Linked DNA regions of Mus musculus: region 2 is linked to region 1. Evidence: chromatin contacts called from public HiChIP or PLAC-seq data. All regions are on one chromosome and are shown on one strand. The core of a region is the stretch at or near the end of the contact, and the rest is flanking DNA. Distances in the headings are between cores, read along the strand shown.

Evidence for each region. HiChIP or PLAC-seq counts read pairs in DNA pulled down with a chosen protein or histone mark.
Region 2: a contact with region 1 is called in a FOXA1 HiChIP or PLAC-seq map of pancreatic cancer cells. The contact joins the promoter of Rrp1b here to the promoter of Tff1 in region 1. A contact is called at or near these places in 4 of 39 promoter capture datasets (embryonic stem cells, hippocampal neurons, neutrophils and 1 more) and 1 of 115 datasets of contacts at active chromatin or transcription factors (pancreatic cancer cells).

What each region holds. Positions count from the first base shown.
Region 1 is chr17:31,161,356-31,167,801 of GRCm38.p6, forward strand. It overlaps Tff1 (trefoil factor 1), which reads right to left and starts at 3,698. Exons shown (of 3, transcript NM_009362.2): 1 at 3,572-3,698; 2 at 1,300-1,452; 3 at 41-238. The coding sequence starts at 3,665. The coding sequence ends at 222. Gm15318 (predicted gene 15318) reads left to right here. Exons shown (of 6, transcript NR_110503.1): 5 at 66-133; 6 at 717-1,697.
Region 2 is chr17:32,031,292-32,037,544 of GRCm38.p6, forward strand. Rrp1b (ribosomal RNA processing 1 homolog B (S. cerevisiae)) reads left to right here and starts at 4,871. Exons shown (of 16, transcript NM_028244.2): 1 at 4,871-5,313. The coding sequence starts at 5,184. It overlaps Hsf2bp (heat shock transcription factor 2 binding protein), which reads right to left and starts at 3,217. Exons shown (of 8, transcript NM_028902.1): 1 at 3,154-3,217; 2 at 1,970-2,120. The coding sequence starts at 3,201.

The sequences.
Region 1 (6,446 bases), core at 2,448-4,947:
TATATTTATTTATTTATTTAAAGAATGACGAACACAGAATAACATTCATCTCTTTTAATTCTCAGGCCGAATTCGAGGACTAAAAGTCTGAGGGGTTGAACTGTGTCACCAGCCAGATCCAGCCACAGAATAGGTGTGTATGTAGCAGGTGGGCCAGGTGGCTCCAGTGCCCAGGTGGAGGGTGCCAAGTCTTGATGTAGCCAGTTCTCTCAGGATGGACCTTAGAAGGGACATTCTTCTAAAGAGAGAAGAACAAAGGGTGAGAGACCAGACAAACTCCATCTTGGGTTCAGGCTCCATCTTAGAGAAGGTGACCTAAGTTAACCAACAAGCCTGCACCTAGCACTAGTTTCTGAGTCACTCCCTAATAACTACTGACCAGGAAGAAAGCAGAAGTGAAGTTTATGGTTTGGTTCCCAGCACCAGCTAATTCTTTTAAAGGGCATCAAATTCCATAATAGCCTCCCCCATCAGATGTGTGCTAGGCTGGACACCCTCTGCTTGTTTGCTTGCCTCTATAAATGCTTGCCTGCAACTGGGCTCGGGGCTTCACCCTCCTGTCCTGCTGTGTCACTGATGGTGGTGTGGCCCAAGCTTGAGCTTGAATAAGGACCCAAGTGAGATAGCATTGGAATTGGCTCCTTGGTGGTCTTTTGGTGTTTCATACAACAAGGGTACTCATGAGAATAAGTGTTGTCTTTCTCTTTCACAAACAGTTGTGGGAAGCTTTGACTCAAAGCAGCAATGGGAACATTGTTTGCAAAGTGCAAACTCAGGACTGAGGGAATGGCTCCGTTGGCAAAGTGCCCGCCTTGCAAGCTTAGAGGACCTGTGTTCAGTCCCCGGCTCCACACAAGAAGCTGTACTGTGGAGATGAAGGCAGGAGGGCCTCTTGAAATTTGCTGGCCAGCCAGCCTATCTATTCATCCTGGTGGGTGACTCAAAAAAAGAGTGGCTCCTGAGTGATGAGACATGGTGTTGACATCTGGCCTCCACACATCAAGCATGCACACAACCACAACCACGTACACACTGCACACAGAGAGGCTGCCTTGACATTTCCTTTGCCAACCCCTCACTGCTCCAGTGAGCATTCCCAAGGAATGGCCAAGCAAAAATGAGCCCTTTCTTTGCCAGACTTTTAGCCTTGACCCTTCACCCCCCAAGACCTGGATTCAGCTATGTCACAGGAATCCAGGGACAGGGAAAGACCAACCAGAGATACGGACTGGCCCCACAGTCTCATGCCATTCTCCCTACTAACTCCTTATCCCCTACTGTGCTGAGAGATGACTGTACCTTCTTGAGTGTTCTCGATGGCCATGGGGTGGAAGCACCACGGGAATCCCCGGACACTGTCATCAAAACAGCAACCTCTCTCCGTGCACTGCTGGGCGGTGACACCGGGGAAGCCACAATTTATCCTCTCCCGGGGGGCCATGATACATGTTTCTAAAGTGAGGACAAAAAGCAGGGTGAGTCATGGGCTGTCACACTGCTTCCTTCTATGAGGAAACAGGACGCCGCCTGTGGGGAAGCCAGGTTTGAATATGCAAGGGGATACAGTCCTCATCTGTAGATGCGGCAAGCCTGGCGCTGGGACAGTTCCAGGGCCACCGCTTCCTCAGCTGCATTTGTTAGGTGATGTACTGTTTGCTCATTGTTGTACTTCTGCACTCAGTAAACTCTGCTCACCTAATAAGTACTTACTGAGCAATATGTGTGCTGGCTAGGTGGAGGTACTGACTTGGCAAAAGCCAAGGACACTGTGCCCAGTGACAGAATAGGGAGGCGAAAACAGAGGTCTTACATCCCCCTTCCTTTTCTTCCGGGAAGCTGGTGAGCAGGATACATCTGAGGATGTATCTTTGTTTCCAATATGACAGCCAGCCAACGAAAAGGCAACACCTTGCCAGACCTTCAGGCTTGACTCCACCCCTGCACCTGAATTCAGAGGCTAACAGACCCATGAAGGACGTGAGCCACACAGTACAACCATCCCAATGTGTGGGGCTTATGCTTGGGGCTGGCGGGAGCCCTCGAGATGGGCTGAGGACGTCAAGACTGAAAGGGAGGGGAAAGGTCCCTGTAGAGAAGGCTGAGCATTTACAGTAGGTGTCCCAAGAACGTATCAGGGTCCAGAAGCCTGGGGGCATTCATCAGGGGTTGCCTCTAGGACTCTTTCCTAGCGTGAGGATCTCCTGAAACATTCTTGAAGAACGGACTCTTATCTTTCAAGATAAGATCGGGACCTGTCATCTACTTGCTGGTGACCTGTGGGGCGGGGGTGCTGGCCTCTAATATAAAGCTAAGATGAGCACTGGCCACAGCACAGGACAATAAGGGGTCACAAGGAGCCCTTTAGGCCGTGGAGAATCAGTAGCCAGAAGAAGAAGGGATGTTGCTGTTCCCCTGTGGCTTCCAGCTCCCTTTCCCAGCAGGACTTAAAGATGGCTGTCCTGCCTGCACCTGTGTGGTCATCTGAGGAAGTTACTGAAAGCAAGCTCCCTTCAGGAGAGGTGCAGGCAGCCACCATATCCTATAGGATATGTCTACGTATCTACAGATAGACCTCTATGGAAACAAGGTCACCATGTGACCCAGAAACAGGTGTTGAGCCCTGGTCCAGGAAATGGGGCAGAGGAAAGCATGGTGGCTGGTACTGGGGTATGGGTGGGGGCCTGGAGAGAGCACGGAGCAGCTGTTGAATGCACCCCCCTCCCTTCACCTTCTACTCCAAAGCCATTTACTTCTCCCTCAGAGTCCCCTGGCTGGCTCCTTGTCCTCTGTCACAGACTGGTGCAGAGGGGCCTAGGCAGTTATAAGGTCCCTTTCTCCTCCCCACTCTCCCAACTACCTCCTCCCACTCAAGGGACATCAGTGATGCTGGAAAAGGGTAAGCAGAGCATTCTTCACTCTTCTCTAATGCTCCTCAGCCTGGAAACTTCCCTGTTCCCTCTTCCTTAGCACTGTGTCTGAGAACGAAGCTCTTCACAGCCGGGCAAAGCTCAGCTTACACACAGCCGCTGCCACAAGCCACTGATACCCACGAGGGCAGAAGCTGTCCCCATCCTACCGGCAAAGGTCCTAGGTCACATGGCCTTCCACTCCAAGGAGGGATGAAGGCTAGGGAGATAACACAGGGGTCCAGGAGGGGTTTGGCTCCCAGACCTGGGTGCATCCTAAGGGTCCAAGGGCCCAGGATCTGGAAGGATCTCTTGAAGGCCCAGTCCCAGCACAAGTACTTGGGCAGGGCTGCCTGCCCGGGAGCGGTGGGCTGAAAGTCACGTTTGGAGATGAGGCTCTAAGATCAGTATAAGATCAGTTCACATCAACAAAGGGGAGCCCAGCTGAAGAAGCTTCATTCTCCCTGCATCCTCATAGGTCCTAGGGCCCTGCCCGCTGCTCCATCTATCCCAGTTCTTGTGTTCTTGTAAATGGTAACAGCCTTCAAGAGCCCAGACCATTGGCTGCATAGGGAAAGGCTAGAACTAAGTACCCGATCACAATAGGCTCTGGGACCCAGCGTCTGTCAGCCATGGTCAGTGGGAAACAAGAGGTCTTGTCTTACCTTCCTGGGCCTGGGCCTGGGCCTGGGCCTGGGCAAGGCTGCCGAAGGCCAGCATGAGGACCACAGCGAGGACACAGATCACCTTGTGCTCCATGGCAGCTTCACGGGAAGACCACGAGTGATGGATGAGCTTGCACCACGTTCTTGACTTTATACCACCGGTCTATTTGCTTAGAGTGAGCGAGCATTTGCCAAAGGAGGGTCCATGCTGGGTAAGATTACAAGGTGTTTCTGAGATGCAGTCACAGGCTGAGAGTGCACTGATAGGGAAGGCTAGTCCCTCTCGTAAGATACACTAGGCAACCTGAGTACCTCCCTTGACATGACCTTCATCCAGTCCCGAGTGGTATTAGAAAAACCCTCCAGCTGGGCTTACACTGCCTGCTCAGACAGAGCTGATTCATAGCGAGAGACCACAGACAGGGCCTGTTGCATCAGCAGTGTTCAGCGAGTGATCTGAAGCTGGTGAGCCCCCATTTGCAGGCCCTATGCTTCCAAAGTGTATAATGTCATCGACTTGGAGGATCTGGGTTACCCGGTGGTGGGAAGTGTGTGGCTGGACAAGATGACAGGGACACATAATGGGTTCCCTGATGGCCTGCTCCTCTCCTCTGCTGGAATGAACCTGTAGGGTGCATCTTTGCATCATTTGCTTCATCCTTACACATGCCTATATGACCAAGTTGCTCTTTGGTCCCTTACTGAGGAAATATACTCAACGGGAGTCTGCCCCACTGACAGCTTGGGCCCTGAAAACCTGCAAGAGCTCAGAGTCCTCACTGATGTCTGTACGTGCATCTTGACCAGCTCACCTAAGCGATTCCTTCTTTATTTTTCTATTTGAGATGAGACCAGGGACATTCTGGGTGCTGTGGCCATAGACTATTCCCTATTTGCAGTGGGGTCCTTTTAGAAAAGTAAAAGAAAAAGGGAAGGAAAGCCAATCAGGTAGAGCTGAGCGGAAAACAGACACAATGGGCTCACCCTGCCTGGCACCTGCTGTTCCCTGTCCTCTGCCTCCATGCCCCCCAAAGGCATTCTGCCTCCTGGGTCATAGTCTCTGAGAGGATGCCCTGCACCTAGCCTCTGACTCACTCTCCACCTCTGCCTTCATTATTGATCTCATGATATAGCCCAAGCAGCCACTCTGTTGTATCTGCTCATTGTTTGTAACCCTCACCTAGACTGCAAGTTTCTTGAGAGCAGAGACTTTGTTTCATTTTGGGAGTGGCCCAGCTCCAAGACCACACAGCTTCAATGGGTGTCAGCAGTAGTTGTGAACACCTGAATGAATGAATGAATGGATGGATGGAATGAATGAATGAATGATTAATGAGCTACAGCAGAAGTGCTTTTCCTTAGTGATAGATTAAGGGTCCTGCATGCGAGCCTGGAAGAGAACCTAAGTAAACCCCAGAGGCCCTCCAGGACGTGGATCAGAGTAGAAGCATCACCCTCTCTTCCCCTCAGCTCCTGCTTAAGCAGGATCATAGGAGAGGGCCTGACAGGCAGAACTGGGGGCCTTTCACAGAGAAGGCTGAGTTCGTCACACACAGGGATGTGAAGCGTCCTTGGTTCACAGTGCTAACATGGAAAGCAGAGTGGAAACAATGTAACAGTGGGAGAAATAGGAGAAGAGGCTTGTGGAGGCTAAGCCATAAGGAGCACAGCCCACCAGTTCAACTGGCTCACGATTTGTGTCGACCTCAGATAAACATCCACACACATGGAGAAACAAGAAGAGTTCCGCTAGCTGCTTGTGATAGGGAGAGGGGAAGATGAGGAAGAGGCGAGGAGGCTCCTAAGGGCACATTAACAAAAGAAAGGGGAAAGGCTTGAAGTATATGGAATGTCACTTTTGTGTATAGTAGGGGCCTCTCTGCATGCAGAAAGTATTGAGCGAGTCCCTAAAATAGATGGGAAAGGAACGGACCACAAGGAGACATATTTGGAACATGGTCAAATGAAGAGTTCACCTAAGACTGGATGCTCTAACATGTCAAATACTGGCCACGCCAGAACAGCTCCCAGACCAAATGCATGCAAACACAGATGGGAAGGAAAGGGCCCAGCCTCAGCACACTGCTCACAGAGGAAGGAGGAAATGGAGACATTGGAGGGATACAGAAACCCTCCTTAGTCCTGCCGGGCTGTGATTTGCTGAAGAAAATAACAAATCAAGTCTTCAGAGGCCCACAAGAGCCAGTGCCGTTCGCTGGGGTGGATCTGGAGGGGTGCCCAGTGAACCACCTTCTGCATAGATACCTGGCTCCTTTTTTCAAGTCTGACTTCTTTTGAGAAAAGCTGAGGAGATGGATCCCTGAGCCTCTGGCTTTGCCCTTGGGGTAGGCAGTGGAGTGGCTGAAGCTGCTCTTTCAGGGACAGCAAGTGAGGGCTCCATTTCTCCAGTGTAGAGTCACTATGGAAGACAATAGTGGACCTACTAAATACAAACCAGGCTTTTAACATGTCGGTGGCCCCAGGGGAGAATGCAGGGCTGAAATGACAGACCAACCATGGTCGGGGAACCTGTGCAGTGGCTCACCAGCTTTGGGGTTGAGTTTTCCTACTTGAAAAGCAGCAAGTAGTCAGGTAGAGATGTAGACCACTGTTGCCACTATAAAAACATCAAGGAAACTCAAGACCCTAGAAGTACAACTGCCTCGTGACCCAGCTACCCACTATGAGGTATGTGTCCAAAAAGAAGCCAGTATGTGAAGGGGCATTGCACGCTGAAGTGAGGAGGAGGGGAGACTTGGAGCCACAGGTGGGGGTGTCAGAGTGCAAGCTGAGATTTGAACCCTAGAAACCTTGCTACCCCTTCCAGAAGTGGAGTAGCCTTTCTCTAAGAAGGTCTCCAGACAACCACACCATG
Region 2 (6,253 bases), core at 3,621-6,120, 870 kb after region 1:
AGATCATAGTTATGAAGTAGCAATGAAGTAATTTTAAGTTTGGAGGTTTACAACAACATGAGGAACTATGTTAAAGGGTCACAGTGTTAGGAAGGATAAGAACCTCTGGTCTCGAGAAAGGTGAATAGGCAAAGGAGACCAAGAGGACATCACAGAGACAAATGGGGAAGGGACACAGGTCCCAGGAAGGCCACAAACCTCAAGTAGACAGCGCCTGTAGCCTGACTTTACTAAGTTACTAGGTTCATGTATGGCCCCCAGACTGCCTTGGGAAGGACACTGGCGTCTAATCCCTAACGAATGAGAGCCGGATCTATTTTGCCGACCACTAGTTCATGGCTTTACAGTGAAACAATCAACCAGCAGGCTAATGCACTCTGTTACCAGGCAGCATTTTCCTTTTCTGGAAATAAATGCACAGACACTAATTGCTCTCAAAATTTGCCAGTTGAGCATGAGATTAGAATGAGGCAGTTAAGAAGTCAATAACCGGCAGCAGGAGGAGTAAGGCCCCCACAAAGAATGGTGACACAGCCAGGGAATTGCGACAGCTCTGTCGCTCGCTCTCAGGGAGAGCACCGCGTTATTGGAGCCCAGTAAGAGGTAGACTATGGAAGAAGCCACTGGGAGGGGCACTTGTTGTGGAAGAATGCAACCCAGCCCCTGGACTAACAAGTGGGGCAGAGGGCAGGCTGGCGGCCCTCCCACCTACTCCCTCTCTCTTTGCTCAGAGAGGCCTTCTTTGGTCAGCCCTGCCAACTCCAGTCTGTAGGGGGTTGCTCTCCCAGAGCACAGTACAAGACAGAAGTTAATAGAAATTAATGAGAAGACTCCTGAAAGAATGGGGCAGGGTTCCCTGTAACCATAATCGTTCATCCTTTATTTTTGTTTGTTTGCTTATTTTTCGAGACAGGGTTACTCTGTGTAGCCCTGGCTGTCCTGGAAATCACTCTGTAGACCAGGCTGGGCTCGAACTCAGAAATCCGCCTGCCTCTGCCTCCCAAGTGCTGGGATTAAAGGCATGCGCCACCACGCCCAGCCATCCTTTATTTTTTATTCCTAGGTTCACATGCATTGGCATTTTGCCTGCATGCATGTCTGTGTGAGGATAATGGATCCCCTGGAATTGGAGTTCCAGACAGTTGTGAACTTCACAAACTTCTAACTGCTTCTTCACCCTTCTAACTGAATAGGGCTGGCTAACTGGCCAAGTCCATATGCACAAACTAGAAACCCATATTCTGATCCCTTCTAGCTTGCTATTTAGGCAATCTAGCCCCCAACCCCCACCCTACCCCCTACACCACCCCTACCCCACAGCCTGCTTCCAAGTAGATCACCATACTGCTTGTTTCTTGAATCTCAGGCTAGGCTTGAACTCAGTATGTAGGTGTGAATGATCCTCAACTCCTGATCCTTATACCTCCACCACTTAAGTACTGGATTACAGGCATGCACCATCAAGTCTGGCTCAGATACCTATATTTTTGAGTCAAGATACTTTCTTGGTGGGGGAGGGGAGAGGGGTAGAAGACAACACTTTCAGGATGACATGACACACACACTGGTATGGGGGAGGGGCTGCAATCAGGATATAAAGTGGATAAATAAATAAATAAATAAATGGGGGAAAAAAAGATACTTCCTTATTTGGACTTACAGCTCTAACCATTACTTGGGTTTTTAAGGTGTACACTATAAAGCCACACTATGAGAGCTGGCAGTCAGATGTAACTTGAAAAATTAGCCTTACCCACCAAAAGCTGATGTCATTGCAATCCAGTCCCAATTGGTAAAGTGCTGACAAAAGCTCCAAATACCTCCCAAAAAATTTAACAGGGTTCCAGACTCATATCTGGTATGTTGCTCAAATGTCAAACATCTGGATAGACAAGTCCTAGCAATCCTGAACTTCGCTCAACTCCCCTGCCCACCCAAAGACAAGTGGCATGCATGAGGTAAGACTCACTTTTTTCTACCATCTTTAATTTCTGGAAACTTTCCAGTAACTCCCCATTTAGTATTCTGGGTAAGAAGTCCCGTATTTGCATCACTTCCGTCGTCAGCCGTTCCAGGTCCTTCTTTCTGACTTTAACAAATTCTTCTTTAGATTCCATGTTCTAAAAGAACAAGTAGATCTTAGCATTGTAGTATTTCTCTTCAGATGACTAGAACTAGCATCCCAAATCGACTTGCTCCCTTTTCTTTCATGCCTCTTACATTCATAATTGCCTCACAAATGTGTTTTTCTTTCATGCCTCTTACATTCATAATTGCCTCACAAATGTGTTTACATACGTACCTGTGTGTGTGTGTGTGTGTGTGTGTGTGTGTGTTAAGGTTTTTATTTGGTTTTTGAGAGGGTCTCACTGCGTAGCTTTGGTTGTTCTGGAACTATGTAGACTAAGCAGTGTGTAGGCCTCTGCCTCCATAGTGCTGGGTTACAGTCTCTTCCACCACTCTTGGCACCTAATGTCCCTCCTGTTACACATATATGGATATAGATGTGTGTGTACACATGGGCTTTATATACAGAGGGCCATGATGACGGGGACAAGGGTGATGATTCACACCCACAGTCCTAGCTTCTCAAGAGACTGAGGGTGAAATATGGCTTTGCCCAAGCGTTGGAGGCCAGCCTGAGCAACATGTCAAGACTGATTCAGTAAGAACAAATATGGTGGAGGAGGGAATGGAAATACGTAAGGGGAAAAACCGAACTCATATTCCTAAAAGCCAAAAGAAAATGCCTGCAAGTTAATGCGCCCCAGGCTGAACCGCTCGGGTGGGATCCCTGCGGCCGCATTTGGCTTTTGCTGACCCCTAACATTCACACCATCATACAATGGCATCCTACCGGAAGTAGGCATTAACCAGGCCCTCTCATGAAGGGGCATCAGGGGCAGAACCCAGATAAGTGAGTTCTCAGCTCCGGCTCCCCGGAGCCTCAAGGCCTAAGGCCTGGGCTACCACTTTTTAACCTGAGGCATCCGCAGATGATTTGGAACTGTGCCTCTTGTCTCCGGCCCTGGCCCACCCTCGCGCAGCTCCTGGCCAGGTCCCCTCAGGGCTACAGGGACATCTCCTCAGGCACTGGATCCGCCCTGAGGGGAGTAATCAGCAGCAGCTCCCATATGTAGGGCACCCACTGACCCGGCAGGCCTCCTCAGTACCGGACCCGTCGCCCACGGTTGCGGCCATAGCCGCTGCCTCAGCTTCGTGCGCCTGCGCAGAGCTCGCTAACACGCACACACAAAAACGCGGGAATCTTAAGATGCCCCACGATACGGAAAGCCACAAGGTTCAAATCTCGACGATTTGCTCTTCACTCTCGCTTTCTGGGTCCAGGGATGAGATGGACCTGGATTCTACTGTAGCTTTCCTACTTCAGTTGCGTTTCAGACTTGTTACCTGCAAAGTGAGGCCTGAGAGTCAAGCAGAATCCGTCCTTCCCTGTTTAGAGAGAAGATGCTACAACCAAACCTATACACTGTGAGAAACCGCGCAGGGAAAACCTCATCGTCCCTTGGCCCCAAGTGCTTCTGTGCCAGCACTTGGGTGGCGGAAGCTGGAGTTCAAGACAAACTTGCTACATAGCATGGGAAAATCTAGGCTGGGCTACATGGGGGTAAAAAAAAAAAAATCAAAATTAAATCACCAAAGCTTGGAAGAATATACTAATCTAATAATTCTCATGTTTGATAACGTAGAGTTTTAGATGTCCCTAAAGTTTGCACAATTGTTAAAAGCCTTCTTTTATGTTGGTTTAGTATGTTCCCGCTTGTGCTGGTTTATGTCAACTTGACACGAGCTAAAGTCATGGGAGGAGGGAACCTCAGTAAAGAAAATGTCTCTATAAAATCAGATTGTAGCAGGCCTGTAAGGCATTGTCTTAGTGACTGATGGGGAGGACCCCACCTATTATGGGCGGGGCCATCCCTGGACTGGTGGTCCTGGGTTCGGATTTCTGAGTTCGAGGTCAGCCTGGCCTACAAAGTGAGTTCCAGGACAGCCAGGGTTATACAGAGAAACCCTGTCTCGAAAAAAAAAACAAACAAACAAAAACAAAACAGGCTGAGCAAACTGCAAAGAGCACGGCGGTAAGGAGCACCCTCCATGGCCTCTGCATCAGCTCCTGCCTCCAGGGTCCTGTCCTGGGTGAGGTCTGGTCCTGGCTTCCTTCCATGGCGAACAGTAATATGGAATGTGAGTCAAAACAAACAAACAACGACAACAACAACAAAAAAACATTTGCTCCCCAGCTTGCATTTTTGGTCCTGGTGTTTGAAAATCTCACTACCCACTGCTTAGAACTGTGTGTTTTGAATGCAGGACTTACAGAGTCAAGTTAGATCCTCAAAATTTCCCTCTACAATAGACATCCCTGCATCTCACCCAGACGTCGTGTGTGTGGATTTGCTGATTCCCCATTCAACAAGCCTGCACCTGTCTCAAGATGCGGCGGAAGGCTTGCTGTCTTGCCACTACACACCCCTAGATCTATCCTAGGACCCTGCAAAAAAGGATTGCTCACTACACCACACCTCTGTAAGTGCCCCTGATGCTGCAGGGATGGGTTGTTCTCGCTCCTCTACAAATCTCACACCTGCCCTAAAAAGCTGCAAGGGTCTCCTCTCCACCTTTGCACTTGTCCCAGGACATTGGGAGGTTGGCCACCCCCTCTATAATGCTACATCAAAACTCAAGGCACTATCTTGGCGGAAACGGGGCGGGGGGTTGGTTGTGGGGGCTGCCCCTGTGCTGTCGTCAGCCTTGGGCTGCCTGGATGACGGCCTTCCTCCTGGGTCTCAAGTCTGTCCAGGGAAGCCCGCCGAGTGAATGGAGGTAGTAGCAGGATCGCCGCTTCCCCGATAGACCTTTGTTAGCTGTGCTTAGACTCTAAAACTGCATCAAACCAGCCGTAGGCGTTCTGCTGGAGGAGACCTGACCTCCAACTAACCGCCCTGTCAATCGCCCTGAACCTGGGCCACTCTCAGGACGCACTTCAAGCAGCGTTGCTACGGCGTCTACCCGCACAGGGGCCACGCGGGCTCCCTGGGCGCGCGGCGAGCGGCGCACCGGTGACGCCATCACCCGCGCGCCGCAGCCCATACGCAGACGCAGTCCGGATCGCTTGGCGGCGAGCGGCACGCGCGCAGCCTGGGGATGCTGAAGCGAGTGCGATGGCTCTCGCCATGCAGTCTTCCGAGTTCCAGTTCGCCCAGCGGCTGGCCTCCAGTGAGAAGGGCGTCCGCGACCGCGCCGTGAGGAAGCTGCGGCAGTATCTCAGCGCCAGGACGCAGAGCGACACAGGTGCGGGCCTGGGTCCGCGCCGCTTCGTGCGGCGAGGGTAGCGCCATTGGGCGCGGGTGCGGGTGCTACGGGCTGTGTGGCGGAGCTCCTGGCCCTGAGTCCAAGCTCACCACTGGCCCAGTTCACCGAGGCTCGTTTGTGTTTCTCTTTGCCTCCCTTGGATAGTGTCTGTAGACGCTGGAGTGCGTTAGTTGCCCTGAGAGGAACTCTGGCAATGTGGTGGCAGGACCTCGTGGCGATGGAGTGGAGTATGGGTGAATGCGGGAATGTATACCGGTAGTGTGGAAAAGTGCAGGAGAAAGTCCCTCTAAAGGAGCCTCCTGTGCTCTGCTGAGATTTTGACAAGAGGAAGCTGGCCAGGCAGACGCAAGAAAGAGCTAAGTGTGCCCCAAGCCAGAGAAATCTAAGTTGGCGCGCAAGGCATGTTGAAATAAAATTGAACCTGGGGGCAGTGTGGCCACATCACTGGCTTTTTCGTTTGTGTTTTAGCTGCCGTGGAATGCATTGCAGGGATTTATTTAAGTGATCCAGAATAGGTTCTGTAACTCCTTGAGTGAATGCGTAAAGTCTAGACTGCAGCCTACTGTGGGGGTTTCAGGTTGCAGCCAGTTGGCTGAAGTTTGAGTTACATGTTGCTAAATCTACTTAAATTTGAAGGCGGGGGGGGGGGGGGCGCGGAGAGATTGCTCAGCGGTTCAAGTCTCAGAACCCACGTGGCAGCTCAACCCTTTCCTGGAAAGGAGTCACCTCCTCTCACCTCTGCTAACATCGGGCATGCACGTGGTGTGCATACATAGAAGCAAGCAAATCTCATAGACCTCAATTAAATTTTTTTAAATGGTTTTTGATTGAAATCTGCCACAGGTGAGAGCACATACCATTCATTCCAGCATTGGAAGGCAGAGGACAGCCAGGGCCACAGAGCAAGCAAGACCTTGTC